Linked DNA regions of Sus scrofa: all the other regions are linked to region 4. Evidence: chromatin contacts called from public Hi-C, HiChIP or PLAC-seq and promoter capture Hi-C data. All regions are on one chromosome and are shown on one strand. Each heading gives the region's core, a stretch centred on a gene start, on an enhancer-like site or on the middle of the called end of the contact. The rest is flanking DNA. Distances are from core to core; before and after follow the strand shown.

The links. Promoter capture Hi-C pulls out the DNA fragments that hold promoters and counts their contacts. A called contact is a pair of places that touch in the nucleus more often than the background predicts. HiChIP or PLAC-seq counts read pairs in DNA pulled down with a chosen protein or histone mark.
Region 1: a contact with region 4 is called in an H3K27ac HiChIP or PLAC-seq map of skeletal muscle. The contact joins the enhancer-like site here to the promoter of ZFP36L1 in region 4. A contact is called at or near these places in 1 of 5 promoter capture datasets (liver), 6 of 47 Hi-C or Micro-C datasets (embryonic fibroblasts, liver and skeletal muscle) and 2 of 2 datasets of contacts at active chromatin or transcription factors (alveolar macrophages and skeletal muscle).
Region 2: a contact with region 4 is called in a promoter capture Hi-C map of fetal liver, with 5 times the contacts expected there. The contact joins the promoter of RAD51B here to the promoter of ZFP36L1 in region 4. A contact is called at or near these places in 3 of 5 promoter capture datasets (fetal liver and liver), 1 of 47 Hi-C or Micro-C datasets (embryonic fibroblasts) and 1 of 2 datasets of contacts at active chromatin or transcription factors (alveolar macrophages).
Region 3: a promoter capture Hi-C map of fetal skeletal muscle shows a contact between it and region 4, with 13 times the contacts expected there. The contact joins the enhancer-like site here to the promoter of ZFP36L1 in region 4. A contact is called at or near these places in 4 of 5 promoter capture datasets (fetal liver, fetal skeletal muscle, liver and 1 more), 10 of 47 Hi-C or Micro-C datasets (embryonic fibroblasts, fibroblasts, heart right ventricle and 5 more) and 2 of 2 datasets of contacts at active chromatin or transcription factors (alveolar macrophages and skeletal muscle).
Region 5: a contact with region 4 is called in a Hi-C map of omental adipose tissue, with 2.3 times the contacts expected there. The contact joins the enhancer-like site here to the promoter of ZFP36L1 in region 4. A contact is called at or near these places in 4 of 5 promoter capture datasets (fetal liver, liver and skeletal muscle), 17 of 47 Hi-C or Micro-C datasets (alveolar macrophages, embryonic fibroblasts, epiblast stem cells and 9 more) and 2 of 2 datasets of contacts at active chromatin or transcription factors (alveolar macrophages and skeletal muscle).
Region 6: a contact with region 4 is called in a promoter capture Hi-C map of fetal skeletal muscle, with 13 times the contacts expected there. The contact joins the enhancer-like site here to the promoter of ZFP36L1 in region 4. A contact is called at or near these places in 3 of 5 promoter capture datasets (fetal skeletal muscle, liver and skeletal muscle), 4 of 47 Hi-C or Micro-C datasets (embryonic fibroblasts, liver and skeletal muscle) and 2 of 2 datasets of contacts at active chromatin or transcription factors (alveolar macrophages and skeletal muscle).
Region 7: a promoter capture Hi-C map of skeletal muscle shows a contact between it and region 4, with 10 times the contacts expected there. The contact joins the enhancer-like site here to the promoter of ZFP36L1 in region 4. A contact is called at or near these places in 2 of 5 promoter capture datasets (fetal liver and skeletal muscle), 6 of 47 Hi-C or Micro-C datasets (embryonic fibroblasts, fibroblasts, liver and 1 more) and 2 of 2 datasets of contacts at active chromatin or transcription factors (alveolar macrophages and skeletal muscle).

Annotation. Positions count from the first base shown.
Region 1 is chr7:91,862,268-91,866,178 of Sscrofa11.1, forward strand. The region is part of intron 8 of RAD51B (DNA repair protein RAD51 homolog 2); the gene reads left to right. Among named protein-coding and RNA genes, the nearest start is that of RAD51B, 270 kb to the left of the region's middle. Within about 2 kb of position 1,349, at least 23 of the 83 cell types and tissues checked have an H3K27ac peak or open chromatin away from gene starts, as enhancers often do. A contact at or near this core is called in embryonic fibroblasts, liver and skeletal muscle, where this site is marked.
Region 2 is chr7:91,591,082-91,594,628 of Sscrofa11.1, forward strand. It overlaps RAD51B (DNA repair protein RAD51 homolog 2), which reads left to right and starts at 1,332. Exons shown (of 12, transcript XM_021099935.1): 1 at 1,332-1,408.
Region 3 is chr7:91,943,786-91,947,349 of Sscrofa11.1, forward strand. All of the region lies in intron 8 of RAD51B (DNA repair protein RAD51 homolog 2), which reads left to right. Among named protein-coding and RNA genes, the nearest start is that of RAD51B, 350 kb to the left of the region's middle. Within about 2 kb of position 1,501, at least 43 of the 83 cell types and tissues checked have an H3K27ac peak or open chromatin away from gene starts, as enhancers often do. A contact at or near this core is called in alveolar macrophages, fetal liver, fetal skeletal muscle and 3 more, where this site is marked.
Region 4 is chr7:92,493,797-92,497,674 of Sscrofa11.1, forward strand. It overlaps ZFP36L1 (mRNA decay activator protein ZFP36L1), which reads right to left and starts at 2,068. Exons shown (of 2, transcript XM_013989124.2): 1 at 1,575-2,068. The coding sequence starts at 1,631.
Region 5 is chr7:91,960,916-91,964,869 of Sscrofa11.1, forward strand. All of the region lies in intron 8 of RAD51B (DNA repair protein RAD51 homolog 2), which reads left to right. It overlaps LOC110261690 (a long non-coding RNA gene), which reads left to right. Exons shown (of 2, transcript XR_002346148.1): 2 at 839-1,809. Among named protein-coding and RNA genes, the nearest start is that of RAD51B, 370 kb to the left of the region's middle. Within about 2 kb of position 2,321, at least 6 of the 83 cell types and tissues checked have an H3K27ac peak or open chromatin away from gene starts, as enhancers often do. A contact at or near this core is called in omental adipose tissue and retroperitoneal adipose tissue, where this site is marked.
Region 6 is chr7:91,674,373-91,677,884 of Sscrofa11.1, forward strand. The region is part of intron 8 of RAD51B (DNA repair protein RAD51 homolog 2); the gene reads left to right. Among named protein-coding and RNA genes, the nearest start is that of RAD51B, 84 kb to the left of the region's middle. Within about 2 kb of position 1,784, at least 20 of the 83 cell types and tissues checked have an H3K27ac peak or open chromatin away from gene starts, as enhancers often do. A contact at or near this core is called in fetal skeletal muscle, liver and skeletal muscle, where this site is marked.
Region 7 is chr7:91,840,130-91,843,896 of Sscrofa11.1, forward strand. The region is part of intron 8 of RAD51B (DNA repair protein RAD51 homolog 2); the gene reads left to right. Among named protein-coding and RNA genes, the nearest start is that of RAD51B, 250 kb to the left of the region's middle. Within about 2 kb of position 2,057, at least 11 of the 83 cell types and tissues checked have an H3K27ac peak or open chromatin away from gene starts, as enhancers often do. A contact at or near this core is called in fetal liver and skeletal muscle, where this site is marked.

The DNA of each region.
Region 1 (3,911 bases), core at 99-2,598, 630 kb before region 4:
GCCTGGTATACACATTGTGTTCAACAGATTTTTAGTTTTGTAAAAATCTGCTGATCATAGGGAAATGTTATGTCATACATTTGAATAGTAATTTAAAATAGGTATTTTATAATTGGCGATCATGAGCTTCTCTGATTCAATAGTACTCTCATAAATTTAGCATTAAAGTATGAATGGAGTGAGTTGTCTGGAAATGAATTCCTGAAAGTTATTTATACCATGACAGTGATTCATGTATTTCCCTTTCCCTTATGGCTTTCATCTGTACTTAGCTGCAGTGTATCTTGTCCAAAAATTTTTGTGAAAGTTGACCTCACCCTAGGAAGACATCTGGAGTGTCCTTGGGTCTGGTCCCTGGTTTTTATGTAGCCAAACACTAGGATATAAATCTAGACTATAATCTATATAGAATGCTAAATTCATAGTTTTGAGACTATCTAGTGGTGTTCTGAAACTCATTGAACTGTGTGTTGAACAGCTTCCATGTGAAATTACGTGCACTTCTTTGGAGGACAGGTTGAAGTTATGTGTAACATAAAGGGGCCCAAGATCGTCCTGTTAAAAGGAAGCAGAACTACACTGTTGAACCCAATAGCATGCGGAGGAGGAGTGAGTTAGGCAGCAAAAGCTAAGACTGAATTAGCAAAGGCCAGAAGCAACAAAGGAGAGTTTGGAAGCTTCAGAAGGAGTGATTCAGGGGAATTTCAGTTGAGGGCCTCTCAGCTTGCATAGATGTCGTTGCCTGACTGGAATGCACTTAAAGCTTGAAGTGGATGGAAAGACCTTGAGAAACTAGACAGAAAGAATTTTGCTGTTTTTTAATAAAGAGAAGGCTTGGGAGAAAGAGCTTTGGCTTAGATTTTAGACAGAAGTTAAGTACGACTAGAAAGAGGCGCTATATGCTTTCCTCCTTATGGAACTCTTCATTGCTGAGGCACTTTCAAGTTCACATAATTTGGTCCATAACTGTGGTTAGATACAAAGAAGCTGTAAACACATTTCTTGATTGCTTTTTCAGTAAGGTGAAAGTGGAAGAGAGTGAAGCAGTTGTGGGGAATGGAATGGATATTCCTTGGGCCTATTCTTACCTACTGTTGTATATTAGATTCAAAGCCTTAGGACAGCAGTTTCTTAAAAATAAATGTAGGTATGATTTGGGGAGACTGTTGGACCATCGAAGACAACCAGGAAGTAGAAGGTGCTGCTTTGCTATATTTTGGGTTCATCCAGATGGGATCAAACCAGAGGAAGTTGGCAAGCACTGGGACTCCCCGCTCAGAACCACGCCGAAATAATTGCGGTAGCAAAAGAATTTCCCCAGGAGTCTTATTCCACTCGAGGCATAACAGCCAGAGATTCTTGGCCCTTAAGGGCAGAGCGTCAAGGTTGATAAATTTTAGAGCAATCAACTGAAGTCTGTAAACTCAGGAGAACTATTAGATGGTACTGGGACTGCGTTGTTTCCCTCATTTCCTACAGAAGTTCTACTATGAGTACATGTGCCCTGTGATCTACCGTTGAGAGTTAGCTCTTCCCTAATATCATGTCCTCTCCCTGAGATTGAATCTACCACAGTTTAATAAGTGAGGAGATTATAAAAGAATTTACCTTTAAGAACTGGTGTTTGACTTCTTCTGTATTCTTGAAAATTCTGGCCTATTATAACCTTATCATTTTTTTTTAAAGCTTTCTGGCAAGAGCTCTGCATGACCTAAAATTTGCCTTCCTGTTTAATCATTCTCCGAGCGTTTCTCCACACCAGCAAAGTTAGGGACACTTCATCATCATCAGTATTGCTTATCCCTGTCGTCTCACATCTATCCTGTATTGTCCACTTGCATCCCCTTCACGGGCCCAGTCTACTGACTTACATACATTAGGTTTTCATTAAATGTTTTTTATTTACTCTTGAGCGAAGAAGTAGTTTTTTTGTATTTTGTACAACTGACGATTAGGGAGAAAGACTGCACAACAGGAAGGAATTACTGTGACTAAAGAGTCATGCATGAGATGAAAAGTGGGCGCTTTAAAATTTTTAACAGCTTTATTGTCACAATTGATATCCAATAAGCAGCACATATTTAATTTGATAAGTTTTAATATGTCTCCACTCCTGAAGTCATCACCACAATCAAGACAATGAACATACCCCTTATCCCCAAAAGTTTCTGTGCGGCTGTTGTAACCCATCTCTCCATCTTTCCCCACCTTACCCTCCTCACTCAAACCACTGATCTGTTTTTGTCGCTGTAGATTAGTTTGCATTTCCTAGAGTCTTATGTAAATAGAAGGATACAGGGTAATCTCATTTTGGTCTAGCTTTTTCACTCAGCTTAATTATTTTGAGATCCACTCATGGTGTCGCATGTTACCATCACATCATTCGTTTTTGTTGTATGTGTATAACAGAATTTACTTAGCCAGTCACGTGTTGATGGATGTTTTGCCTTCTTTCCAGTTTATGAAAATTACAAATGAAGCTACTAGGAACATTGGACTACAAATCACTGAATAGTTTTATGTTTTCCTTTTTCCTCGTAAATACCTGGGAGTAGAGTGGCTCGATCATAGGATAGTGTATGTTTAGCTTTGTAAAAAACTGACACACTGTCTTCCAAAATGGCTGTCCCCTTTTGCATTTCCACCAGCGGTGAAATAGAGTGCCTGTTGTTCCGTGTGCTTGCAAGCATTTGACAATGTTGATGCTTTGAATTTTAGCCATTCTAAAAGATGTATAGTGGTATCTCCTTACTGTTTTAGTTTGCAATTCCCTAATTGACGTATAAGGTTAAACATCTTTTCAGATACTTTTTGTCTTCTGTATGTCTTATTTGGTGAGATGTCTATTCAGATCTTTTACCCATTTTAAAATCAGATTAAGAGTTTTTAGAGTCTCTCAAGTCTCGTGTGTATTTTGGATACAAGTTCTTTATCATTTAAGTGTTTGCAAAGATTTTCTCTCAGTCTATGGCTTGTCTTTTCATTAACAGGGTCTTTTGCTAAGTAGAAATTTTTAATTTCAATGAGGCATGTAAGGTGTGTCTAATTTCTTTCTTTCTTTAATGTGGATGTCCAGTTGTCCCAGCATCATTTGTTGAAAAGACAGTCCTTCTACGTTGAATTGCCTTTTGCTCCTTTGTAAAAATTCAATTACCTATATTTATGTGAGTCTGTGAATTCTCTACTCTTTTGCAAGGATCTAGTTATCTCTTCTTTCACTGATACCATGCTGTGTAGATTATTGAAGTTTTACATTAAGTCTTGAATTGGGTAGTTCAGTCCTTCACCTTTATTTTTCTTCAATATTGTGTAGGTTACAGTGAATCTTTTGCCTTTTCATAGAAACTGTAGCATCAGTTTACCTATTTCCATAAAGTAATTTATTGGGCCCGTGATTGGTATTGCATTGGATCTATAGACCGAGTTGAGAAGAATCAACATTTTGAAAATATTGGGTCTTCCCAACCACGGACTACCTCTCCATTTATTTAGATCGTTTTTTTATTTCTTTCTTCAGAGTTTTATAGTTTCCTCATATAGATCTTTTATATACTTTGTTAAGTTTATACTTAAATATTGTGCGTCCCCCATTTGATATCAGTATAAATGGCATTGTATTTCTAATTTCAAATTCCAATTGTTCATTGCTGGTATGCAAGGAAGAAGTTGACTTTTGTACATTAACCTTGTATCTTGTCTTCCTTTGGATTAAGTATTTTTATGATTCCATTTTACAACCTTTGTCTTACTAGCTATAACTATTTTGTTTTTGTTGTTGCTTTAGAATTTCTATAATACATCTTTAACTTATCATAGTCTGCCTTGAACTGATATTATGCCAATTCATATATGGTATAAAAATGTTACAGTAGCCTTATAGTAGTTGTTATACATTTTACTTATATGTTACA
Region 2 (3,547 bases), core at 82-2,581, 900 kb before region 4:
GGCGGGAATGACGAGGACAACGCCTACTGCCTACTCGTATTGGTCAATGGAGGGAAAAGATGCAAATAAAGCGCCATATTTGTTTTGGTCACGTGACACCACCTCTAGCGACTAGCGAAAGCTAGGTAGCTAGGAAAGAGGTTATCACCTGGCTCAGGACCATCCCTCACAGTTTTGACAGCTATTCCGCTTGACAGGTTCCATTCTGCATTCGGTGGAGCAAGTGTTAGGAATAGCTGTATGCCTTGATTTTTTTTCCTTCTCTTTTCTTTCTAGTTTGAACTCAGCGTTTACTGAGCGCCAACCTGTGATAGTGCTTTGCCACGCCCTGGGGATACTCAGAGCAGGGAAACCAGTCCTTCTCCATTATTGCAACAAACACTTGGGCCCTCTTATAATCCCAGAACCCTACGTTTTGAATTCCCATTTTCTTCTGCCTAACTTCATTCATTTGCTCATTTACCCGACAACTGTTAATTGATATGTGTGCCTGGCCCTACTTTAGAAGCTGAATAAGATGCGGTCCCTGTCCTCAAGGCGCTCACAAGTTTAGTGAGGGGTGCAGGTCAATAATTAGGATGCAGTGGGCTAAATTATAAGATAGAGGTATGCACAAAGGAGATGAGAGCAAAGAGTGAGCAAAAGCCTCTCTCAAATACAATAATCTGAAACTGACTCTTAAAAAGTAACGATTTCCTAATTACAGTTGCTTTTACATTGAACCTTTGATTTGGTTTCCTTCACGTTTTTCTTCAACTATAGACTCTTACATTTCCCCATTACGTGCTTTTGGTTTGAGCATTTTCATTCAGCATTTTCCAAACTATTTCACCACCAAAGAGTGGTGGAAAAGTAAACCGAAACAAATCAAAGGCTCTTTTGCAAAATCTCTTCTATGATTGGAGGATTCTCATCTACGCCCAGAAAAATAACGTCTCTTTGATCCATTATGCAAATTTTTATATGTAGTGACAAAAGAAATAAAAGAAAAATTCCAGTCTTCATACTCTTCTTACTGATCTGATGTTCCCTCTACTGGATTCCGCGCACCCCCCCCGCCCCCCAACGGTGGAAGTTCCTGGGCCAGGGATGGAATCCTCGCCACAGTAACCACTAGAGCCGCTGCAGTGACAATGCTGGATCCTTAATCCCTCTGCATCACAAGGGAACTCTCTCTCCACCGGATTTTGATAACCACTGTATTGGGAAATTGGGATTCGTAGATTTATTTCATAGAACTACAATTCCCAGCAAGCAGCGGAGTCGACCTGGGCCTGTGCCTACCTTTGATTGGATGCTTGGCAGGCGGATGGCCCAACCAGCATTTCGGTTGTTGCTTCGCGTCACTTTCCACCGGGAACTGTGTGAGGGGTAGGGGAAACTTTGAAAGTTGGATGCTGCAGACCCGGTACTGGAAAGTTTCATGTGGCGGGCGGTTCGGGGAAGTGGGGTGCGGTCATTATTTTCTGCTCGCTTTCTGTACCCCTGGTGTTCCTATTAGGGGAGCAGAGAGTCACTCTTGGCTACAGGGCACGCCCCCTTAGGTCCTTAGGGATCTTAACTTGAGACCCGCCGCGTATGTGAAGGCGTCCGGCCTTCTTTTGTGAGCGATGCTGGGAAGCTGCACCTTGTTGGGAGCAGCTCTTTTAGGGGGTTCTGGGATGATGATTTCGCTTCTTGATGTCCATCCATCTTCGCAATTGCAGGTAGTTTGAGGTCTAGGTAGGGGAGCTCGTCATTAAAGGACGTTTAGTGTTCTGCCTATCTTCAGGTGACGTTGAAGAAGAGGTATTTAATAGCATGGGATCTGCAGTCAGATTCCTGGTTTCGAATGCGCGGACTCCACCGTGTGCTAGTTGTTAGAATTTGCTCAAGTGATTCAATTAAGTGCCTCATTATTCTTAATCTGTAAACTGGGTTTACAATGGCGCCTAATAAGGGCTCAAGAAATATATCTTATTGTTAATTCACAGTTTCCATTGACCGTCTAACGTGAGGTTTTTTTTTTTAAATGAGAGGATTCAGTTTCCAGGATTGAATGTCTTCCTTCACCCCCTCATTTACATGCGCGTGCACGCACAAGCAGAGCAGGAATTCAGTTTCTGGTTGAAGAAATAAGCATGCAAGCCATAACAATACGTTAATAAGATTATTGGACAAATGTGCTCACAGTAGAATGAGAACATTGGAGGGGAAGAGACTAAGTTGTGGCAAGTCTTTGTGGAAGAAAGTCAGGAAGGCAGAATGGTGCTTGTGTAACCTATCAATGTTATGGCTGGAAGGCAGGTCAGGTGAGACAGCAATTGCTGTTTTGCTTAAGGAATTGATAATGACTCAGCCTTGGTCTCCACATGCCATGCACCATCCACATCCTTTAACCTTCATTGCATTCCTGTGGAGCAGATATTTGAATTGTGCTTGTTTTTCAGATGAGGAAACTAAGATGTTGGGAAGCAAGTGACTTTGCAAGAAATGCCAGGGTTTGGGCCTTGCACTCTGAAATAGGAATGAGAGGGAAGTGAGGGACCAGTTTATGAAGACTCTTTAGGCCATCATTAAGAAGTGTGGAATTTATCTTGTGGTCTCAGGGAACCATGGGCAGTTTTAAAGGATGAGAGTAACAGGATTGGAGCAAATTTCTAGCAGGCTACCTCTGACAGGATTGTGACTTTTAGGTCAGAGGAAGAAGGAACTGCTTCTTCCTCTCTGGTTCCAAAGCACATTTAAATTCCAGTGACAATACTTACTGAATGACTGTGATTATTTGTGTATACTTCTCTTTCATTGTTTACTGCGAGTTCCCAAAGAGGAGGAAAAACGCTTAAATGATTCTTGTGCCTCAGAGCTCAGCAGTGTGTATTTATTTATTTATTTATTTTGCTTTTTAGGGCCACACCCACAGCATATGCAGGTTCTCAGGCTAGGGGCTGCATCGGAGCTATAGCTGTTGGCCTACACCACAGTCACAGCAATGCTAGATCTGAGCCGTGTTTGCGAACTACACCACAGCTCAAGGCAACGCCGGATCCTTAACCCACTGAGCGAGGCCAGGGATTGAACCCGCATCCTCATGGATACTAGTCAGATTCATTTCTGATGAGCCACGATGGGAGTGCCCAGAGTGTGCACTGAAGAAGCATCTGTGCAAGGAACACTTATTTGAATGGATCTTTTTTTTGGGGGGGGCAGGTTGCAGGGCAGAGGGGACCAGAAGCAGTTTGCAATAGTTCAGGCAAGTGATGGGAGTGGGCCTAAGAAGGCAGAGATAGCAGAGTTGGTCATTGTGAAAATCGAGGTAGTTTGGGGTTTACAGTTCTCCTTTTTGATTGAATTTATCAGTTTAGGTGACATCATTGCCCAAAGGTCCCTGATCTGTGAAAGCACTGGGCAATGATGTAGCGCAAGTCACTTGGTATACTTTCTATTTGGGAAACAGAAACCACTACTGACAAATTCCCTTGGAGAAAAAGGAGAGGGGTGTATTTTGTTTTTGTGTGTATGTGTGTGAGAGAAAGGACGAGGGAAGGAGGAAGACAGTGTTAATTTG
Region 3 (3,564 bases), core at 251-2,750, 550 kb before region 4:
TTTTGATGTTAACAGAAGCTAACTCTCGCTACCTTAAAGGAAAAAAAAAAAAAACAAAAACCCCCAAGTTTTGAAGGGATATGGAATGGGTCATAGAATTGAAGGAAAAGTAGAGTGAATATATTTTCAGAGCAGGACAACTCTAGGAATCCAGGAAACAGGAACGAATAGATACCTCACAGTACTACTTCTGGAATGAATCCATTCCAGGAATTTTTTTACATCTTTATTGTTCAGCTAATTATTCGGAGTCCCAGGAGAGAATCTGATTGGCTGGCTTGGGTTATAAGCCTGTGCTTGCCTACAGGAATCACCTGCACCTGGAATGAGAGTCCCACCAGCACTGCCTACAACAAAGGTCACAAGAGTTCCCAAACCATGGTATTTCTACCAAAAGAAAGGGAGATTCAAAGGCAGCAGATGTCCACTACAGATCTGTGCAGGGGAGGAAAAGATTCAGGCTTACAGCCCAAGAAATGAACAGCCATGCAGGGGTTTCTGCGTCTTAGGATGTGCCCTGCAGATGCTTGTCCCAGCTCAGGAGTGCTCAGCTGTAATTGTCACGTCCTTTTGTCTCCAGCGTACTTTTAGAATTTAAACCAGTCATTAGCAAGGGGCATCACTGGTCATTGTAGTTGCCTGGAGCAACATGAATTTTAAAAAATTCTTTGTGATAAAAATCACCATCATCACTGTCGTCATCCCTTCTGGAAGGCCAAAATTAAGGCCAGTTATTAGAAGTAAACTGTCACAAGAACCTCCCGGTTAAGCGATTGTCTCACTTTTGAGTTGTGTCAATCCACAGGATTTGAGTCTTTGCGGGCTTTGATGAGAGTAACTCACTTCAAAAGGATCAGCAAGACAGAGATTTCTATTTCCATAGGCTGAGGGATTTCTAACAAGAAGCCATATTGTGGATAGTAGATTATAATAACAAAGGGGATTTTAAAATGCGGATGACACATTGACTTGGAATGTTTTCTCATCTGTATTTACTTACTCCTAAGTATGTTCCTTCGTGCGCTTTTTCTCAAGTGGATGGCCAGCTGTGGGCCACCTTTTTCTGCTCTCATGGCTCTATGCCCGCTTTCTTTCTTTCCTGAACCACTCTGCCTTCCTTCATCTAGTCTTGTGTTTTCTCTCTAAATCTTCTTTTCTCTTAACTCTATTTCATCTCTCCTTTCTTTTCCCTATTTGGTCTTACAGTTCATAGCTTTTTTTTTTTTTTTTTAAATGAAGTATAGTTGATTTACAGTGTTGTGTTCATTTCTGCTGTACAGCAGAGCTATTCAGTTACACACACACACACACACACACACACATTCTTTTAAAAATTCTTTTCCATTTCATAACTTCTATTCCTTTTCCTGAAATTCCTTTCTTTTCGCCTCCTCTAAATCAATGTTCTAGTGCCCTACTCCCAAGCTTCTTATCACTTCACGGTTAATCCCTAATGTGTTTACTGATCTGTGGGCCAAAAGGCAAAATCCCCAGGGCTCTCTCTCCATGCCAGCACGGTGAAAAGCAGCAGCTAGCATTGCTCAACAAATGCCTTGTGAACCATGACTCAAGGGATGAGAACTCTTTTGTCAGTGAAAGTTTACATGTATATGTCTGCATGTATAGCTAAGATGTATGACCGCATTCAGGCAGTTAGTTTGCTGAATGGGCAGACACTTGGAGTTTTCATTTTTCTGATAGGGAAGAGAATTAAACACCTTCGCCTAAATTTCTTTCTTAAGTTAATGGACGAGGTCCTGAGAAGTTACGTAAGGAAACCAGATGATATTAAAGAGAGAAACGGGGACAGGAGACCAGCAAGCAGTCAGGCATTAGTACATCCTGATCCTGCTGACACATTTTCGACAGCAGACACAAAGAACCTATTATGGGTGCGGTGATAGAACAGAAAGCAGAAGCAGGAAAGAGATGGCAATAAATGGGAATAAAATCCAAGCGATTGCTGTGTTTGACTGAAAGAAAGAAGAAAGAGGGAAGGGCGTACCAAACGTGGAAGGGCAAGAGAATGGAAGTAGAGACATACCAGTGGAGACAGATCAGAGATTCGAGACGCTTTTCTTGCCTCAATAAAACATTACACATTAAACAGCAAACAGGGAACATGTATTTATCCTACTCAGCCTCAGTGTCTGCAGGACTTTAAGGAATAAAAGCCCGACACTGTTAGAGTAGCATCTTTAAAAAAATGTCACTTCAGGAATCCAGTCCCCTATAAAAGATTTGGGAGAATGTGAGTCGCCCAAGTGAGAAGCAGTGGCAAGTGATACACATCTTAAGGAAAAGTGATTTCAAGTGGTATTGAGGGCTTCCCAGCTGTCAAAAAAAGAAGAGCAATAGGGTCCCATCCACCTTGCGTGCCGGGAAAGAGCAGACCCACCTAATGTTTGTCTAGTCCTGGGCCAGATGCTTTACATACCCTTCTAATTATAAGCCTCTCTGTACATAAAAGTGAAGCCAAGGGGCTGAGAATGCTACCCATTGGGAAGAAAAAGCAGAGGGAATTTGCGGAGCCAGTTCCTAAGGCTCAGGGGGAAATAACTTTGGTTTTGTCAAGTCAGAGCGAGCAGCCAAAGGCAGCAGCCATAGGAGCCTGTCTGAGGTAAATCACCCGGCGAGGTCTGTTCTGTCTTTATTGCAAGGTCAGGGACCATAGCCAGGCGGCCACATGGCTTCAACCGTGGAAATCCCCTAACTTTCCAACGGCTGCAGCCCCACAGCTCCGAGGTTTTACTCACAGAATGGCTCTCTTCCAGCTTTCAAATCTTTCCAAGTTGATTAATCATGTTCTTCTTCTGACTCATTCAGGCCTCTAGAAAATAGCTCTAGGTCCTGGAGGAGCCGTGCAGATCAAAGAGGTCAGATAAATTGGCCTGATGTTGGCCTATAGGAAAACCTAGAAGATACTGCCAAGAGCATTTAAGTATCTGTCCTCAGATGCCAGCATGCGGGCTATGGCCCTAGGCCATCAGCTCATTCATGTATTTGAAATAGGGTGGGGGGGGTGGGGGGTTCACTTGTGTTAGGAAATGGGGCTGTGAGTGGGAATTTTGATTTTTTTAATGTAAGGTTAAGTATTGTAGGCCTCTTAGTAGACAGCTTATTTTTCTATTTATTTAGATGGACTAAAGGTCAGAATAGAACCCTCTGGTGACAACGGCACCCACTCATACAGGGCTGTTATTTGTCAGGCACCATACTGGTTGTTGCCCTAAGAGACCACATTCACAGACTGAGAGGTCAGTTCTGGTTGTCTAAGCCAAGACCACTTACATTGATGACATTATTTTGTCTGGCTGATATTCCTTCTCATGAAGTTTATTTTAGAAGAAATGTTTAGTTTTAGATTCATGACGCACTTAGCTATCCTGGAAAGTCCACTTCTCTTGCTTTGGGGATGCGTTTAGTCATTCAGCTCACGGACACTTACTGCTAATTACCAGGACCTGAGTGTTCCCGTCTTTGGGAAGAAGACATCACCTCTGACGGCAGTTCAGCGTTGTGTTAGTGCTTTGTGATTGGCATGAGCGAAATACTTGGGAAAGC
Region 4 (3,878 bases), core at 818-3,317:
GCCTCCCAGTCAATAATGGATTGGGGGGGTGGCCCGCAGAGGCACCACAGGCAGGTTTCTGTTCCAATGGGACCCTATTCACCTGCCCAAACTGTTCCCAAGATTTGGAAAGGGTGCTAGCAGGGGGTTTGGGAGTTGGCTCCCAGTCCATGTGGGTGTCATTGTGCAAATTCTAAAGTTGGTCCCTTAGGATCAGCTGCGGGGGATCGGGAATCTGTAACAGCAACCACCCCACGGAGCGGATTACAGGAACCAAGTTGAGAGCCTGTTCCCAACAATGAGGTTCATTTAAAAAGTCCTGCGGGGGGGGGGAGGGGGCGAGAGAAAGAAATAGATCAAAGAGCAGGAGAGCCGGGAAGAGAAGGGAGAAGTGCCGCGGCCGCCAAGGCAACTTAAGTTTGGGAAAGTGCAGGGAGGGAAGGCAGCTGAAATTCAAACTTTTTTGATGTTGCTCTTCAGCTCCAGGGCGTCCCTGCACCCCAACCCTGCAGCCCGGGGGCCCTGGCAGCTGCGCCGACTGGAGAAGCAAGCTGGGAAAAGAGAGCAACATGACCCGACGTGTTTAAAAGAAAGCAAAACACTTTAGCAATTAAAAGTAGCCTAGCAGCTTCCCTCTTTCAAATTGTGGAGGAGGCGAAAAAAATTTAAGTCATGGGCTTTTGTTGTGTACACTTAAGCCGCACTCCTGGAACACTCGGGATTTAAAACTTGCCTTTTTCCACACCGGCTGGCAAGCTACACGGCTTAAGGAGGCCCCTATTATATCCTTCCTCGCGGAGACCCTTGAACTCAAACAGGAGTTTCGTTGTCGGTACCCCCCCGCCCAATTCCCTCTACATCTACGAGTCGCGGTCCCTTGGGAAAAAAAAGGTGAGCGAGTCCCACGTTCGCCCAAAGTCTGCAGGAGATCGGCTATCACAGGAGGAAGCCTGGCCGAACTGTGGCGAGCTGAAGTCCCACTGCAAACTCGTTTTGCAACATCCTTTGAATCACAACTCTTGGCCTTTTTCTCGCAGATCCCCAGCCTCTCCAGAACAGAAGGGGACACATCCCAGCAAAACACTGTCCTGAGATTTACCTCTCCACCGGACCCCCACTTCCCGAGCCGCAGTCCGGCAATGTGGCTGGAGAGACTCGAACCCCCTCCCGGCAGCGGTGTCGCCCGGCAGCGGCGACACCCTGAGCGCTCACAGGGAAACCGAGCCCACTACCGAAACCGGGCTCAAAAGCAGCACGTTATGGACGAATGAATCACCGAAAAAAAGAAAAAAAAAAAAAACTGCCCCGGTCAATGCCCCGCGTCCCCCGGGCAGCCCCACGTAAACTTCGCCCCTCAAAACTCTGGACTCCAGATTCCCATGTAATCCCCGCCAGGAGCTGCTGAAATTCAAAGGATGGGAAGGAAAGCGCCAAATTCCTTCAAACTGGGGGGCGAAATGGGGCGGAAAAAACAACTACCTCGCCTCTCCTCGCTTTTTCCCAGTCTTCCCAGACCTAAACTTTGGGGGGTTCTTTTGGCAGACAAGAGAAAAAAGAAAAAGGCTTAGAAAAGTAAATGCTCCGCCCCACTTTACCTTGCATAAAACTTCGCTCAAGTCGAAGATGGTGGCAGACACAAGGGTGGTAGTCATCCTGGGCGCTCGCACGGGGCAGGGACGAGGATCTGGTTTGTTGTGAAGGTCCCGGTGCGGGGAAGGCTCTCCGGTCTGGAGTCCCACACGCCTGCTCCCGGCGCCCCTCGCCTTTCTGACTCTCCCCGGCTGCGGCGCGCGAAGCCCAATTTATATAAGTTTCAGATTTGGTGGGCCGGAGAAGAGGGAGGAGCTTTAAACTTATTTAAATGAGGAAGAGGAGGAAAAAAAGTTGATTGACACTGAAGTTGAATCAGCCATGCGGTCAAACTCGGGGGAAAAAAAAAAAGAAAGAAACTTTCAAAAGGAAGAAGGGGGAGGGGAGACGAGGAAAGAAGGCAAAGAAGAAAAAAAAAAAAACCCACTGCGAGCTGCGCACAACTTTTTTTCTTAAAGAGGAAAAGTTTCGACTCCGCTCGCTTGGCTACCCCTCGCTGCAGGCGCCCCTCTCTGGGGCGGTGCGCCGCGCGGGGGGAGGAGGGGAGCCCCCCCCTTTGTCAGCCTGCGAGCGCGGCTCTGTGACATCACTCATTCCACCCTCTTCGGGGTTCTTGTTGTTGTGTTGTTGTTTTTTTGTCGGGCAGGAAGGCGGGCTCGACTTTCTCTTTTTGCAAGCTGGAGCAGAAGCCCGTCCTTAGCGCCCGGGCTGCGGTTTCCATCTTGAGCAGATCTCCCTTGAAACTTCTCCAAGTACCCGCATAACTTACTCTTTCCCCGAGTTTTCTTTCGCACTCGGCTCCCCTCCGCAAACCCCACGGGGAGAGGAGATTGAAAATAAGAAGCTCACAAAGCGTTCAAGTTTAGGGTTTTGTTTTTTTTCAGGGGCGGGGATGGGGGTTGAGAGAGGAGGATTAGGAGACTTTTTTCCCCCCAGGAGGCCCTGGCCTGGCGGGGACGAGCACAGAGCGATTTAGCCCGCCGCACGCGTCTACACCCGCGATCGCTTTGCAGCGGACACCCTCCGAGAGTGGACTGGAGGGGTGGGGGGGGCGGGTTGTTAGCGAAAAGACCACGGCCCTGGCGGATTGTTTTAACAGGCTTGGGAGTGTATTTATTTCACACATCGATCTTTAAACGTTTTTGTAAAGAAAACCCGAATCCTCATGAGCGCCTCTTCTCCTCCTCGGAGGGAAAAAAAAAACCCACCCAGCAAGGCACAACTTTCCCCGCGCACTCTGAACCACGGGCCGCGCCGAAACTACCCCTACCAACACACATGCGCGCGCACACACACACACACGCACACACACACACACATACACCTAAACCACTGAACAAGGAAAAAAAAGTTGCTTTGGTAAAATAAAGGTAAAGAGATGGAGGAAGGCGACACTTTTAACTTATTGTTGCTTCTCCCCCGCCCCCAGGGGAACGGAACATATGGCTTGTCACAGTGAGCTGTTTTGGCGGGATGGGAGGAGGGGGGATATGGGATCCTCGAAACCGAAATGCCCCAATTGATTATTATGCTTTTGAAAACTGGGAAGTATATATTTATTTACTGTTAAGTTCAGATGCCCCTTCACCCACCCAAATAAAAAGTTGTCAACGTGTGCCCCACTGCCCACGGGTTGCTGGCGAGAAGACCGTGATGGAAATCTTGGGGCCGCATTTCTTTCCTATTTCCCCGCGTGCCCGGACGCCTCCTTGGCCCTCGCACGTTTCTTCCCAGCACTCGAGGCGGCCGGGTCTGTTATGAAACCCTGTGCGCTGAGTGGCTAAGAGCGGGTTCCATTGCGATGTAATTAGGTCACCCCATTATGAGCACGTTTCTTTGGAAAGGACGGGGCGGGCGGAGTAGAGCGCCTGAGTCGCACTCTCACACCACCACCAACACACACACACACACACACACACACATTTTTACTGCATTTCTTATTTATTCGTCAGCCTCTGAGCAAACCCGGAAACCTTCCAAATCACAACTGTTTTAGAAACCTGTCGTTTTTCATCTTTGCGAAACACAAAACTTTTGCTGCAGCCACAAACCTACGTGATCCTCAGTCCGCCCTTTTATTTGTCCCCTCTGACTTAAATTGATGGCTCCCCATTTTTAACCCGGCTGCTGCCCCAACTTTTTCTGTCCAGCCGCTTGTTGCTTCCCTCCCGCTGCTCCCATTTTTCAGCTTTTCTTGAAATCTGGCAAGCGCCAGAAGGGGAAATAACTTCCATCCACCTTAATTTAAATCATTCAAATGTAGGTTTCTTTCTTAAAGGGCTGTTTGCTCACTCTCTTCCCGGCTCGGA
Region 5 (3,954 bases), core at 1,071-3,570, 530 kb before region 4:
TAAAATGGGTTTTTGAGGTTATACTCATTTCTCCTTCACATCATAAACTGCAGGCCTGGTCCCCTCTGGGTGTCCATTGCAATGAGAAAAGGATGATTGTGATCGGTGGTGATCCTTCGCCAGGGTTCCAACATAAACGAAGAATGTTCTTTTTTCGAAAGGAAAAACATGCAGTTTAGTGATGTTCTTTCTGGATGCTCTTTTTGCTCTTTTCAGGCAGCATCTATTTTAAAAGATGTTTTCATGTGTAACACTAGGTGGCAGAATAACTACATCACAAAGCACCACAGCCTTTGTTCTTGCTGCTCTGAGAGCAGGGACCTGAGTAGTGAGCCATAAACCATCTGTGGCTCCATGAGATTGGACCAACCAACCTGGCCAATATTTTCTTGACAGGGAGCTGGCTGCGGTGATTCTAAAACATATGCTTCCAAGATACTGTCTTTAAGGTTTCCTTCTCTTTTTTTCCAGCTCCCAGCGTTTTCATTTTTCTGCCCCATTGCATCCATGTAGACAAGGTCCACAGGCAGCTGCTTTGAAATGGCAGATCTGGATGGACGCACCCAATGGTGCGGACAGTCTTGCCCTCATGTGCCAGTAGGTGACGGAGGGTCTGGGGAAAAGGCACTGGAGCCCTGTGCTGAGTAGTGCCAGCTCCCATGGCAGAGGGGCAGCGGTGGCCAAGCTGGGCCAGCTTGAAGATGCTACCCTAACTAACTCAGGTATACAGAAGGGTTTCTGCTTTTAAAGAGCAGCCAGATCCTGGTTCAACTCTTCAGCTGTTTTAGAAATACTGCTGCGTGGTCTCCCAGACATTACCTCCAGTTTTTTCCTTCAGGGTCTGCCAGTGTCTCAGGGCTCCCCAAGTGTCTGTTACCCTGGACGCCCGACATGCCGCAGGACACCCTAAGCTAAAGGAAGCTGCGGCAACCCAGTTTTGTCCTTTCACTCTGTGAAGAAGATGAGCTTGGGGGCTATCCCCAACATTTCTTTGGATTTTTGCTAACAAAGGAAAGAATAGTATTAAAACAAAGCAATGCATATCTAAGCCTGGTGATGATACTGCACATATACTCTGTCTTAAAGAACGCCCATAAAAACCAAATCTGAATGGATAAAGCTGATCAAACAGACAGGTTTCATTTTAATTATAAAAGCATTCTTTACAACTGGAGCTACAGTTGAGTTTCATTACACAGCAAGCTCCTGATGTGAACTGTAAAGGATCTCCTTTACAAAAATGAAACAAGAAAGATTGTACACCTTGGCTTTTTAGGAGCCCACTTGTTGCATGAAACAAAGAACAACTGGACTGTCGTTAACCCATGTACTTTCACCACACCCTCCTCTACTTTCCAACTGGGATCTCAGGGTGCTTTTTCAGCTGGCCCCTCGGGGTGATTGCAATATCCTGATTTTTCAGAGCAGGCACTGGTGACATGAAGGTCTCTTGTTGAAGTGACCCAGGTAAGTCACAGTCACCAGGGTAAGCCAGCAGGTTGGGGATATGAGAATTTTGTTTATTTCTTCACCTGCCAGAGCTGCCATTCTTTCATAAAGCATAAACGCTGTGCCTTTTGAGAATACCTGCAACAATACCTGTAAGTCAGACCGACGATATCAATCACAGGCCACCACCCTAGGGATGCTTTGAAGCTACAAGAGGGTTGGGAGACCTTCTTGTTTGTTAAGCATGAAATGTCATAAAAATTCCAAAGCAGGACTCAAATTTCCAGGGGGAAGGGACCTCTTTATTGTTTCCTCTAATAGCTGCTTTGGTGCTTTAGTGAATAAATGTGTTGCTCAAAAGAACCCTAGATGCAGTCTGGAACGATAGACCGGTTTTGCTCCCACTTGTGTATTGAGCATCCATTCTGAGTTATTTATTTATGATAGTTTTGTGGTTTTTGTCATTCCTCACCACCCCCTCCCCCCTGTGCCCCGCCACCATTTGTCCTGTCTTTATTTTCACACCCTCCAATTAATTGATATCTTCTGCTCTCAGGACTACAGCAAAATGTGTCTGTGCGTGTTTATGTGGATCTTCACTGAGCAGACTGTGCTTTTAAGTTGCTGGAATAGAACAATGGTAAAAATGAGTCATGCCTTGTTTCCATGTTTGTTTCTGAGACAAGAAACTTAATTTTCTCATTATAATGCTCAAGGTAGCTATAGCATTTTTTTAAAAAAGAAATAACCAAAACTTGAGTCAATTCCTTTAATTAGATTTTTTACAAAAATTTATAGAAGTCTCTCGACTTGTATTTCCAAAAGGAAAGAACACAATAGTCGGGATTTTATGACTTTTCCTCCATAGGGAGACAAACCTTACCCAAAAGAGGCCAAGTTTTCTCCCCAGTTCCTGGGAACAGGCCCTTTGGGTGTTGCCCGCAGCTGCTCGTAACCTTAGCATGACCAGCATTCACCGAGGGCCTATGCTTACATTTCAATGATATCTCATAAACCAGAGACCTGAGGGCTGGGGTCCAACAGTAAGAAAATAGGAGAGTAGAGCTGAAGAGTAGGGGACATTCGCAGGAAGCGAGAGAATATTGGCCAGGCAGAATAGCAGAGGTGAGCTGGGACTCAGCCCCAGGGCAGAGGCAGGGCTCTAGCAAAGGGTGACCAGATGTTCCGGCACCTCCACTCTCATGGATACAAACAAGCCCAAGATGTCAGTGTGCCTTGGTTTTCAGCATAAAAAGGCCCACTGATATTCTCGAGTGTCAGTTTATGGAGCTCTTCAGTGCAGCCTATAACTTATATGAATGGGGAAGAAAATGTTTCCACAGGAAAGAGAACCGCTGGACAAAACACGTTTGTCTTTGACCGGTTGTCATGGCCCTGCTGTTCGGAGTCATGGACAAGTCCTTGGTTCTTGTAGGACAGACCCTGAGAAAAAGAAGTGATTCATTTTCTCTCGGTTGCACTTTTCAAAGAGGACTTTTTTTTTTTTTTTTCTTTCTTAAAGACAGATTTTGTTTATGGACCTAACATCCCCGGCAGTGGCCAGTGGGCTCAGAATCTTCGAGAGGTCCTATTGTGCTCCTCCCTCCTAAGTTTGTGCACCTCAAGGAGCTCCGTCCCATTAAAATTCCTTCTTAAAAGCATAAGGTGAAAGAGCCAAGCATGTTTTTTTTTTTTTTTTTAGAGGGGAGTGTAGCTACAGAAGGGGAGAGGACCCCCAGCCTTTTCTCTTTTAAATGCTGCGAAATAGCTTAAAACCCGTTCCAGCTTTTGGAGGAATGTGGAGGAGCTGTCATTTGACTCGACTCTTTAGGAAAACAAAGTAAAGGAACATCATTTTAAGAAGAGACTTTCCCGTGATGGGCTCTAGTCTCTCAAGTGTCCTGTAAGCATCAATCATATCTGTCCCTCCAGATACACAAGCTAATAACCTAAGTTGTCTCCATGTCTGTTGGACCCAACACCTTTGCTCATTGCTCTGCTGAATTTCTTTCAGACATCGGTTCTGTAATTTCCCAGCTCAGCTCTTATAGAAGTGTGAAATACCGTTTTTGATGACGAGAAAGAATAGTATTGTTTACGATGAGATGCTAATACATTTCCGTACAAGTTCTCCGTTTTCTGTAGGAAAAACGCCAGTGTCTATTGTGACCAAATGCAATTCTCATTCAGCTATGTTATCTCCATCATACACGTAAACATTGACCTGTCTGCCAGTTGTGCAGAGGTGCAGGAAGGAACTGTTTTGTTTTGGTTTTTTTATGACTTTTATTTTTTCCATTGTAGTTGGTTTACAGTGTTCTGTCAATTTTCTACTGTACAGCAAAGTGACCCAGTCATATATATATATTATATATAACATATATATAATATATATGTATTACACACATACACATATTCTTTTTCTTACATTATCTCCATCATGCTCCATCATAAGTGACTAGTTATAGTTCCCAGTGCTATACAGCAGGATCTCATTGCTAATCC
Region 6 (3,512 bases), core at 534-3,033, 820 kb before region 4:
GTGTGTGTGTGTGTGTGTGTATTTAATGATGTTTGTGCATGGGATGTTTGTGCTAGGGATTTTGAAATACTGGAAGGGTTTTCCTATTTGCTGGGTGGTTTTAGAATTGAAAGCCATCAGTAGGAAAAAAGAAACAAAGAAAAATATTCTTCTTTCATCTATGTCCCATATTATACAAGTGTTAACTGAAAATAGCACCGATTTTCTGGGAAAGGCTGTGACTGAGACTTTTCTCACCCTTTACCCCTACTCCCCAATTCATGTTTCCTTTTTGCAATGTGGTCATGTGCTTGCCCAAGTCTGGCTTATGAACCGTGTAGAATATTTATGCAGTTTTGTTTTTTAAGTCCTACACTGTGCACATGATGCAGTATTTAATTTGGAATGGGCTCTGAGTTTAGTCACACGTGCTTCTTATGGTGTTTATCTTGGAATCCACAAGTAGGAGGGAAGTACTTTTGCATTTTATACATCTGGACATTGTTCATGATCCTCTTGTGACTTGGGAATTCTGTGTGGGGCAAAATCCAAAGAACAGTATTAAAAATAACGTGGAGTTATAATGACATCTGAGTGAAAAACCATGAGAATACCCTTCTGATCCCAGCAGAGTTTGATTTTGATGTGAATTTTTTCAGTTGTGTGTTTTACTGCTGGCCTGAGTAGATTGCTGGGATTAAGGTTACCTGACACCCTTGCAAGGAGGCTAAGGGGCTGCCAGACTTTCTTAAAGTGTATAGCAGATTTAGCTTTTTGGGGGGAGGAGGAGATTTTGGCCTTGATTTTGCATGAGCTAAGATAGGTGAAGTAAATTCTGCTTACTGTGCTGTGCCTCTGCCACTCTCTTGCACCATAAGCATCTTAAGATGATAAGATGATGATGACCTGTGAAGGTCTTTCCCTTCATTCCCTTGATCCTGCCCCAATCCATTCAGTTTAGAGCTAAAGGTTGATCCTAAGAACACTTCAGGGGCTGTATCAGGACTGAGGAAGGGCGGGCGTCTAGTAACCCTGTCTATCCCCTGATTACCTTTGAGATGTTGTTTCAAATAGGATTGGACAGGTATAGTACAGTACCTCCTTTTGGCTAGGATTCTGCTGGAATGGAAAAAGTGAGATGGGATGTACAGAAGCCTTGCTGCTCGATGAGTGAGTTTGCATATGGACAGTATTGCTTTTTGGCTCCAACCTAGTTTTCTTTCATTCCCATGTCTCATCTTTTATGCAGCTGCAGAGAGCAGGCTGGGAAAGCAGAATGAAAGCTTCAAACAGATTTGCACTTGAATAAAAGAAAGAATGATTTCTCTTAGAGCACAGACCCAATTGAGGAGGAAGCTGTTTGCTTTTTCACTTTCCGAGTAAGGACTGTTTGCTTTTTCCCCTTCAATTGTAATAAAAAGGGGAAAGAGCTAATAAAGTAGTTAGACCTGCTAGTTATATCTGATAGAGAATTTTCAAATGTGCTTAATAAGGCTTCTCCTATGATTATAAAAGAAGTAAATAGTTGGAGGGCAAAAGTCGAAATTCAGTTGAGGTTTTAGAATCAGTTGAATATGAAGTGGTTTGAGTGCTTGGATAAGACTGCTCAAGTAGAAGCTGTTTCTCTTTGCTGGTTTCTTTGGCCTTTCCTTTGGGAACTTTTCCCCTTTACTTTCGTAACGCATTTTGCAACTTTCAGTTAAAAAATATCCATCAAAGTTTAAACTTTTAGCAAATAAACACATCTCGATCCTCTGATGGGAATCACAACATAGCAGAGAATGGCTTGGCTTCAAGCTGGAGAGAGGTTAATAGTAGGACTCCAAGGATTGATACCAAGATCATGCTTGTTTAATGTTTTAATGACTCCAAACGGAAATGGTGAAATCTGCTGATGACACCAAATTGTTTTTGCTGATCCAAACAGGGATTTCTGGGAAGCTTCTTCATAGTATTTGGAAGAGTGGAAGAATTGGGCAATGTGGTAGCAGACACACCAAACTTGAAGTGAAGGTTTATGTGAAGTAGCAGGAATAACACCAGTACATTGAAGTTACAAAGACTGCCAGGTCTTCCAAGAGGAAGACTGTGGCATCCCCTATAAAGGACTTGGCTTTGATTCTTCTTGTGAAAGGAAGATTTAGGACAAAGAACATTTTGATATATAGAAGAGGAAAACTACTGTGGGGATAGTAGTAATTTCCAAGTGATGTCAAAGTTTCTTTGCTAATGCCAGCAGTGGTATAGCCAAATAAATGCTGTTTCCCTCAAATGGTCATGGAAGATTATATAGTCATTTTATGCACTTTTTTGGGGGGGCGGGGATAGCTCCTCCTTCCGACTGTTTTCTAGGGTGGCATGTCTTTATTTTTTAGGTTATTTTAGATTTTTTTGTGTAGCCACTGGTCACTTAGAACAAAGTATGGGAGTAAGATGAATGATCAAACTCGATAAATTTTAAATATAAGTTAAAGAGGCGAAACTAATTTTCTTTTGTTGCTTCAAAATTTTCTGGGGAAAATTATCAATGAGAAAATGCAAAAATAGGGAGTTTCCATCGTAAACCACAATGGTAACAAACCTGACTCTTATCCATGAGGATGTGGGTTCGATCCCTGGCCTTGCTCAGAGGTTAAAGATCTGGCATTGCCATGAGGCGCGGTGTAGGTCACAGTCTCAGCTAGGATTTGGTGTTGCTGTGGCTGTGGTGTAAGCCAGCAGCTACAGCTTCGATTCAACCCCCACCTAGCCTGGGAACTTCCATATGCCGCAGGTGCAGCCATAAAAATCCCCCCCCCCAAAAGCAATTGCAATAATATTTGTGTAATAGTAGCCAGAATAAGTTTTCTCCCCCATCTTTAGGTGATCTGCTTGTTTTTTTCCCCTCGGCTTTATTGAGGTATAATTGACAAAATTGCATATGTTTAAGGTGGACAGTGTGATGAGTTGATGTATGTATACATTGTGAAATGATTACCACAATCAAGTCAATTAACATACTCATCATCTCGGATAGTTACTATATTTCTGTGTGTGTTGAACTTACTTAAGATTTACTTTCTGGAGTTCCCGTCGTGGCACAGTGGATAACGAATCCAACTAGGAACCATGAGGTTGCGGGTTCGATCCCTGGCCTTGCTCAGTGGGTTAACGATCCGGCGTTGCCGTGAGCTGTGGTGTAGGTTGCAGACGCGGCTCGGATCCCACGTTGCTGTGGCTTTGGCGTAGGCTGGTGGCTACAGCTCCGATTTGACCTCTAGCCTGGGAACCTCCATATGCCACGGGAGTGGCCCAAGAAATGGCAAAAAGACAAAAAAAAAAAAAAAAAAAAAGATTTACTTTCTTAACTTTTGATGAGCATCCCCCCATTTTCCTTACCTTAGTCATGGTTAACCACCATTCTACTCGCTACTTCTGTGAGTTTTTTAGATTCCACATATGAGTGAGCTCATACAATATTTGTCTTTCTCTGTCTGGCTTATCTCGCTTATCATCATGTCCTCCAGGTTCATCCATGTTGTTGCAAATGGCAG
Region 7 (3,767 bases), core at 807-3,306, 650 kb before region 4:
TTTTTTTTTTTTTGTCTTTTTGCCATTTCTTGGGCCACTCCTGCGGCATATGGAGATTTCCCAGGCCAGGGGTCTTAAGTGGACCTGTAGCCGCCGGCCTATGCCAGAGCCACAGCAACTCGGGATCCAAGCCGCATCTGCGACCTACACCACAGCTCATGGCAACGCCGGATCCTTAACCCACTGAGCAAGGCCAGGGATCGAACCCCCAACCTCATGGTTCCTCGTCGGATTTGTTAACCACTGAGCCATGACGGGAACTCCGGCACTGTCTCTCTTTGAGCTCTTTCCTAAAGTCAGTGACAACCATGTCAGAACACTGGGGGTAGTAAAGCTTTGTAGACTAAACTGGAAGGAACTGCATGCCAGCAAGCTGAAATGTTCCTTAGATTCTAAAAAGTCAGCTATATAATTTAGGTCAGGAAATACTTAATTTTACAGAAGTTAATACAAAAAAGACCTAAAATTTTAGTTACCTATAAACTCAGAATCTGTCGTCATTCTCATAAGCTTTTGAGATGGACTTTGGAGCTGCATTTACATAAGCACATGTCCAGACCAAGCATGGACATATTAGCCCTGTCTCTGCTCTGGTCAGGCCACCTTTCGTTTGTTTGGAAATATTTTGATAAATGAGTTCACATAGGAGGGAATCATTCAGGTTGGAGACTGGAAGTCATGTCTCATGTGGTGTGGTTTAACGCACTGGGATTACTTAGTCTAAAGGGGAGCACTTATGGGATATATTTAAGTTAGGCTTCTTTGATTGATTAATTACTGCAAGCAATAATATACCTCATGGGAAGAGTATCCAGAAGTCTTCAAAGAAACGTGGAAGAATCAGGCTTGGAGAAAATGAGGGCCATAGCAGAGATCTCAGTAAACCCAGTGGTCATATTCCTTTTTCTTTTTTTTCTTTCTTTTTTTTTTTGTATTTTTAGGGCCGCGCCTGAGGCACATGGAGGTTTCCGGGCTAAGGGTCCAATTGTAGCCACTGGCCTCCACCACAGCCACAGCAACACAGGATGTGAGCTGTGTCTGCAACCTACACCACAGCTCATGGTAATGCCAGATCCCTAACCCACTGAGCAAGGCCAGGGATCGAACCTGCATCCTCATGGATATTAGTCAGATTTGTTTCCACTGAGCTAAGACGGGACCTCTCCAATGGTCATGTTCTACAGGGCCTCCCTGCCAGAGTGATCATCCTTCAGCAACCTTCAGCATTTTGGTCAAGATTCAAAACTAGAGAGTCCGGCTTGGGCCATGTGCTCACTCTTGGCTGAAGTAAGACAGGTTACCTTGACTCCCAGCCCCGCCAGGCTACCTTCAGCAGGGGAGAGGTCATTTCCCACAGAGAACTGGGGGTGCTGTTATTGAATCAATAGGGAAATGTATGCTGTACAGTTGAAAAAAAATAACAAATGTCCACAACAGTGATCATGATCTTTGAATATTTGGAAAAGAAGTGAGACTTGGTACTGATGTAGGGCAAGGGTTAGAATGTCAAGTGGGGGGGTGTTACTGTGTTTCAGCTCGAGGAAGAACATTCCACCAATTAGAGCTGGTAACAGGCTACATTGTGAGGTTACGGACCTCTCATTTTTATTAGGATTCTTTTGGTTGCCTGTGGCAGAAGTTTGACTTGGTAAAAAGAGAAATTTATTAGAAAAATACTGGGGATATCTCATGTAATTAAGGGAAGGCTAGACCAGCCAGACTGTGGGAAGGGCAGACATCCCACTGGGTCTCAGAAACAACTAGAACCAAGGACTCAAATGAGGCTGGCCTTATTTCTGTTTCTCCCATCTCAGCTGCTCTCTCAGCACTGGCTTCATTTTCTTTCTCTGCAGGCTCTCTGATGTACATCGTGTGAAAGATGGTTGCTAAGAGTGCCTGAGTGTCTCACATCTCACAGCACTCCAAGAAGCTCTTTTTCTTTGCCACATTTGAGACAAATCGTGGGAAGAGGCAGCGGTCCAGCTTGGGCTGGATGTCCATCTCTAGGCAAATCAACTAGGGCTAAGGGGCAGGATACTCAGAATGGCCAGGCAGCTGTCTTCTCTGGACTGAATCAGGGTATGGGAGAAATTTGGCTCTTGGTAGAACCACCATTGAGAAAAGCAGCTCACAGAAGAAAAGGGGATGCTCTTGTCAGAAGGGAATGTGGTGAGGCGGTAGAACAATCAGCATCCGTGGCTCTGCCACTGTATATGTACTGATTGTGTGAATCAGAGATACTATAGAAAGGAATCTTATGTTGGTGAAAATTTGAACTGGAGGACCCCCAAGTTCTTTCGGACTTGGCGATGCAAAGATTCCAGCTGTTTTCTAAATAAGGCAGGCACATGTTAGTTTTGGGTTGTATCAGAAAATTTCTTTCTCTGTGTATTTAAACTCAAGCATTATTCTGGTTGGAAGCCAGGGAATATTTACCCGGCCTTTTTTTTTCTTTTTTTTTTTTTAGTTTGAAAAGAGAAGAAAGTATTTTATTATCTAAAAACAAGTATGAGGTGGAAGAGTTATGTATGCTTGAAAAAATGGTACTTTAGGCCCTTAAAATTATGTAAGTTATCTTCAAAGGGATAGAAGACTCTTTAAATTTTTTGTTTCTAATTAATTTTGTTGGAGTATAGTTGCTTTACAATGTTGTGTTAGTTTCAGGTGCACAGCAAAGTGATTCAGCTACACATATATTTACTCTTTTCAGATTTTTTTCCCCTTATAGGTCACTGCAGAGTATTGAGGTCCCTGTGCTGTATAGTAGGTCCTTGTTGGTTGTCTACTTTATAGAACACTCTTAAGTCTGAATTATTTATCTTAAGATAATCTTTATAAACTTCTAATTGTGAAATAATTATAGCTCCACCAGAAGGTGCAAAAAAAATGTTCCGGGAAGTCTCGTGGGCTTTTCGTCCAGCCTCCCCCAATGTTAACATCTTGCGTGACTAGTTCAGTATCAAAACCAGAAACCTTCACTTGTTGCAGTCCACAGAACTTAGTTTTCACCGGTTATATTTGCATTCGGGTGTGTGTGTGTGTGTGTGTGTGTAGTTCTGCAGTGATTATGCCATGGGTAGCCTTGTGTAACCACCATCAATATACTTGACTATACCATGACCACAAGGAGCTCGGTAAGCTGTACCCATACCATCTCCCAGTCCCCCACCTCTGGCAACCACTAATCTGTCCTCCACATCTATAATTATCTTATTTCACAAGTGTTATATGAATGGAATCATGTGGTATGTGTCCTTTTGAGATGGACTTTTGCACTCAGCATGATTTCCTTAAGGCTCATCCACATTGTTGCGCAGCTATATAATTCATTCCTTTTTATGCTGAGTCTTATTCAGTGGTATGGATGTAACAGAGTGTGTTTCACTGTTACCCTTTTAAGGCTCTTTGGATAGTTTCCATTTTAGGGCTCTTCTGAATAAAGTTATGAAAATTCATGTACAAGCTTCCAAATGAGAAATTAAGTTTTCATTTCCCTAGGATAAATGACTAAGAGTACTTATTTGGGTTGTACGGTCAGTCCATTTTTAGTTTTAAAACATGCTGTCAAATTATTTCCAGAGTGGCCGTTCCATTTTACATTCCTACCAGCAATATATCAGTCATCTAGTTTCATCGTGTCCTTTTCAGCATCTGGTGTTATCGAATTTTAAAAAATTCTTTTATTTTTTTGTCCATGGCGTGCAGTGCCTTGATGTGGGATCTCAGTTCCCAGACCAGGGATTGAACCCAGGCCATAGTGGTGAAAA